2 separate regions of the Triticum aestivum genome follow, and region 1 is linked to region 2. Evidence: chromatin contacts called from public HiCAR-type data. All regions are on one chromosome and are shown on one strand. The core of a region is the stretch at or near the end of the contact, and the rest is flanking DNA. Distances in the headings are between cores, read along the strand shown.

Evidence for each region. HiCAR-type assays count read pairs that join an accessible place to other places.
Region 1: a contact with region 2 is called in a HiCAR-type map of leaf, with 8 times the contacts expected there. The contact joins the promoter of LOC123128724 here to the promoter of LOC123129747 in region 2. A contact is called at or near these places in 1 of 5 Hi-C or Micro-C datasets (leaf) and 1 of 1 datasets of contacts at active chromatin or transcription factors (leaf).

What each region holds. Positions count from the first base shown.
Region 1 is chr6A:586,176,120-586,178,946 of IWGSC CS RefSeq v2.1, reverse strand. LOC123128724 (probable alpha,alpha-trehalose-phosphate synthase [UDP-forming] 11) reads left to right here and starts at 1,559. Exons shown (of 3, transcript XM_044548806.1): 1 at 1,559-2,827. The coding sequence starts at 1,691.
Region 2 is chr6A:585,937,304-585,940,003 of IWGSC CS RefSeq v2.1, reverse strand. It overlaps LOC123129747, which reads left to right and starts at 1,447. Exons shown (of 2, transcript XM_044549787.1): 1 at 1,447-1,876; 2 at 2,114-2,322. The coding sequence starts at 1,447. The coding sequence ends at 2,292.

The sequences.
Region 1 (2,827 bases), core at 310-2,809, 240 kb before region 2:
ATTCAAAGTTGAACATGCATATGCCTCTTTAAAAGCTCTACAAAATAATAGATAAGCATAGCGTCTATGTCTTTGGCATTCTCCTAAAATTGTTTATGTGACATTTTGGACATCCTTTCGGTAGATCGAACACGTTTCACAAAAAAAAAACATGACATACGAGCAAATGTGTATACTCTTGTCCGTTGCAAGCAGCGATGAAGTATAGCTTATATAGTTAGGTTTTCTTTTGGTGAAGCCAACCTATCCGGGTTTGAGTACACACCCGATATGTGCTCGTGTATTTTCTGGAATTATTTCATACTCTTCGACGCTATCCTTTCAATGGTACGACATGCCGCTCGACTAGGAGGGCCGATTTCGTCATCTGAGAATCTGCCAGCTCATATGGATAAGGCGTGCGTGCATCTTTTCACAAGGATTTGTGCTCAGTTTCTTAAAGAAAACATTCATTGAAAGCAATGTCAGTATGACCTAAAAATTCCCGCACAATTCAAAAACTGGACTAATTTAATTATGGTAGACATTAAATGCTGAACTCCGTCGTGTGCGTCGAGACAAAGAAAAGAACAAATTATTACGTTGCGAACAGCCCTTTATATACTACCTCTCTCTCAATTTACAAGGCGTGCGCGTAGCCCTAGGTTATCAATTTGACCAACCTAATACAAGTCATATATTACAAAAAATATACCAACATAAACTTCAGAGTTTCTACTTTCAAAAGATATAATTTTTGTGTTATATAGTTTATATTATGGTGATAAAATTGACAACATAGGTATACGCGCAGGACTTGTAAACTGAAACGGAGGTAGTAGCAAAAATGACTTGACTTGAAAACCGCTCAAAGTTGAACCCGCATATCTTCCATTTAAAAATCCCGTCAAATAAAAGATAAGCACGGCGTCTACGTCGCCTGTATTCCCTTCAAACAGTTTATTATTATCCGACATTTTGGACACCCGCTCGGTTCGGTAGACCAAAACACGGTTCAGCCACAAAATGTGGCACGGAAAGCACATTTTATACCCCCGTCCCGTTTTCCCGGTGCGCGTTGTCCTTGTTTGCGGTGCGTGCGTGCGTGCGTGCGTCCGGCGGCATGCGCACGCCCCTACGCGACGCGTCGCCCGACGTCACGGACCGGCCGGGGTCGGGCGGGGCGGATAGACGGATAGGGATACGAGACCCAGCGGCCGTTTCGTTTGACGCCCGCACGCCGTGCCTCTGCACGCGGCGCTCGTCTATCCATCCATCCAATAGCTTGGCAAAAAATAAAGGAAAAAAAACCCAACCCGAACCGTCCCACGGCGCGGGGCGGGGGCAGGACCGTCATTGGCGCCGCGCCCCCGCCCCTTTCCGATCTGGATAAGCCCCGTGGGCGCGTTGGTTGCCCCCTCCTTCTTCCACCTTCGCTCCTGATCCTGGTCCAAGCTAGGAACGGGAGGATAGCTAGGTGGGCCGGGATCGCGCCGCTTCCGTGCTGCTCTCGTCTCGTTTATATATACCTCCTCCCACGCCCCCGCCCCCGGCCCTTCTTATCCCCAGAAGCTTCCACCGATTCGGCACCCCCCCCCCCCCCCCTTCTCCTACATTTCCACGCGGCCCTCGCCGTCTCTTCATGCGCCATCCCCGTCTAGCAGCACTGGGCATCTGCGGCACGAATCGATAGAAGGACCGGACCGGCGACATGCCGTCGCTCTCCTGCCACAACCTGCTCGACCTGGCCGAGGAGCTGCCCCCGCTCCCGCCGTCCCCGCTCCGGCTCCCGCGGGTCATGGCCGCGGCGTCCCCCTCCTCGCCGGCCTCGCCGTCCCCGTCCGGCCCGCCGCGGCGGGTCATCGTCTCCCACCGCCTGCCCCTCCGCGCGTCCCCCGACCCCGCCGCGCCGTTCGGGTTTAAATTCACCGTCGACGCGGGCACCGTCGCCTACCAGCTCCGCTCGGGCCTGCCGCCCGCGGCCCCCGTGCTGCACGTCGGCACGCTGCCCCCCGCCGCGGCGGAGGCGGCCTCCGACGAGCTGGCCAGCTACCTCGTGTCCGCCTTCTCCTGCCTGCCCGTCTTCCTCCCCGCCGACCTCCACGGCAAGTTCTACCACGGCTTCTGCAAGCACTACATGTGGCCGCTGCTCCACTACCTGCTCCCGCTCACGCCCTCCACGCTCGGCGGCCTGCCCTTCGACCGCGCGCTCTACCACTCCTTCCTCTCCGCCAACCGCGCCTTCGCCGACCGCCTCACCGAGGTGCTCGCCCCCGACGACGACTTCGTCTGGATCCAGGACTACCACCTCCTCGCCCTCCCCACCTTCCTCCGCAAGCGCTTCCCGCGCGCCAGGGTCGGATTCTTCCTCCACTCCCCCTTCCCCTCCTCCGAGATCTTCCGCACTATCCCCGTCCGCGACGACCTGCTCCGCGCCCTCCTCAACGCCGACCTCGTCGGCTTCCACACCTTCGACTACGCGCGCCACTTCCTGTCGGCGTGCTCGCGCCTCCTCGGCCTGGATTACCAGTCCAAGCGCGGGTACATCGGCATCGAGTACTACGGCCGCACCGTCACCGTCAAGATACTGCCCGTCGGCATCGACATGGGCCAGCTCCGCTCGGTCGTGTCGGCGCCGGAGACGGCCGACGTGGTGCGCCAGGTCGCCGACGCCTACAAGGGGCGGCGCCTCATGCTGGGCGTGGACGACGTCGACCTCTTCAAGGGGATCGGGCTCAAGTTCCTGGGGATGGAGCAGCTCCTGGTGGAGAACCCTGAGCTCCGCGGCAAGGCCGTGCTCGTGCAGATCACCAATCCGGCGCGCAGCGAGGGCCGGGACGTGCAGGAG
Region 2 (2,700 bases), core at 198-2,697:
AAAATGCAACATGTATATACTTAGCTATCAAGAGAATAGCCATTGCAGAAGGTGGAGTTGTAGTGGCAATAGGCCACGGGTGGACACAATGACTGATGTCATGAATCATCTTAAAATAAATACTCCCACCTAATCTTGAATTTAGTGCATTTGGAAATGTCAGGCATGTGTTACATGAAAATACTCATGGCCAAGATGATCCTTGGTGAACCTGGGTGTATCCTTCAATACAACAGATGTGATGAAATCATTGCTAATGTTTTGGACTTCATTCTTGAGAAAATATGTGACTTCAGAGTCACTGCCAAAACACATAGACTTTTCATGTTTATCATTGGTTAGTCACTATAAAAGTATAACCACAATTTGATGTGGACCTATCAATAGTGTTTGAGACACTCAACAATTTCTATAAATTGTGGTATCCATTTTAATGAATGGACGACACTATAATTAAAATAGTGACATAGGCTCCATTGTCATGTATTTTACCAATGTAATAGAAGGTAATTACTGGTATGTGCAAATATTTGCATAGTTGTCTATGACATATTAAAGCAAAATGAGGCTTGAATAAATGATATTTGTGGAAAATATTTGCCGTTTCAGCATGTAGTGTTCATGCATGAATACCTTTTATTATGAGAGTAAATGTCTTTTTTTAGTGAACAACAACAATTGCTTCAGAGGAGCAAATTTTTTTTTATGATAGCTGATGCTATACACTCATATGTGTAGACCTCCATTTATATAGAATAACACTTTGAAGATAGTCACCGGATGCGGTGTAGATCTCGCAGTAATAGAAAAACATAGTCTGACTTTTGTCAGTAGATGTTCATAATTCTATTACCTTATATTATGCAAAATGTATGAAATCACTTTGAAGGTAGTCATCTGTCAAAATGACATGATGTAGACCTTGCAGTAATAGTGGATAGTCTGCAAAATTTGCAGTAGATGCCAGTATTACCTTATGATATATTGAGGTAGTCACATATAATATTAATATTTGGAAGATCACTTCGAAGGTAGTCATCTTATCAAAATGACAAGATGTAGACCTCACAGTACTGATGGATAATCTGCAAATTACGCAGTAGATGCCATCAATACCTTGTGATTCCAAAATATAATATGGTGTAGTCATATTAAGTATAATCCTTGTTTTGAATTTACATCATGATTTGCAAGAGAAAAAAAATCAATTGCAAAACATAGTTGTTGCACTTATTGTAAAGAATAGCACTAGTATATTGGGGTCCATTGCAGATGTAATGATCGACCCATCCATCAACATAGCTCAATGCCTTGGGACTCAACCGATATGATATACTACGGTATTAACCAAAATCTAAAACAGTAAGCCTGATGACTTATGTTCATGTAGTATTAAGTCTGATGACTTGTTTGCCAATAAAAGAAACTAGAAGGGCTTAGTCTCAAATGGCCGAAGAGATAAGGTTTCCTATCGTCATCCTCAATGCATCTGGAATCAATCGATTTGTTCGGTATGCACATATAGCACCGGCACCGCCGCTGCGTACCAGTGTAACCGGGAGAAGGAGAGACCGGGGGTGGGCGGGTGGCGCCAGAGGGCTTGCTCGTCCAACGCCGCGCGCCAGAGGGCGCTGCCTGGCGTCGCTGCGTCCTCGGCCGCTGCGTCGACGTTGCTGTAGTGTCGTGGGCTGGTCGTGCTACCGGTGCCGCCGCGGTGGAGATCGCCGTTCTAGGCGCCGGCCATTGGTTACCCCGAGGACACGCCGCCTGTACTGGAGGGTATGCCGCGCCGTGGTCGTGCTCCGCCTGAGGGAGGAGCGCCGCGTCGAATGCTGCACCCGAGAGGTGGAGGACGCCGTCGTCGCCAAACGCCGAGGTACGCTCGCTGGGGCTTCTTCCCTTCTTTTCTCTTGTTCTTGATGCAGATTCTTCTATTCTTCTTGATTGAGAATTTCTTCCTATTTTCGTTTGAGTAGCGATCAATCCATCTCACCACGAGCATACGCCGGATGAAGCGATTTGCAAAACAGAATTTGTTATTAGATTTTTGATTGATTGCAAGAAGACAAAAACAAATTGAAGAATGTCCTGATCCAGTTTTCCTCTTTTACAGAAGCATGTCCATTGATTACTGCTGTGGACGGGAATATGGCTAATCGAATCGGCGGCATTCTTCTCTTCTCCTGTGGCCATTTCTCAGCGGAGAGCAAAAGTGCTGATAACGTGTTAGAGAGAATCGAGAGAGAGGAGCGAATGGAAAACAGATATATGAATGAACAGTTATTCTATTGATTGAAGATTGGGGTATTTATACCCAGCTTACAAGGCGGTTACAAAAGGAGGCAGTTGCCAAAAGTGGCACCGACATAGCAGTGATTAATAGTTAATTAACCTAATTAATTAATTCCTAACAAGTTAGAGATGGATCCTTGCGTGGACACTGTAGCGCATTTTGCTGCAAGGGGGCACGTAGTACGATTCAGTCCGAAACCTGAAAGTGAAAGATAATACCACGTAGTACCAGGCTCAGGCTAGCGAGGTGTCCAAAAACCAGCCGACCGTTCGCCGAACCGATCAATGGAGCACCGCACCGGGAAAACGACCGTGTGGCCCGAGAAAGGACGCGCCTGGGCCGTCGATCTCTGATGCATGCATGCACCAGCACCTCTGCTCGGCCATGTGTGCTCTAGCGCGGCGACA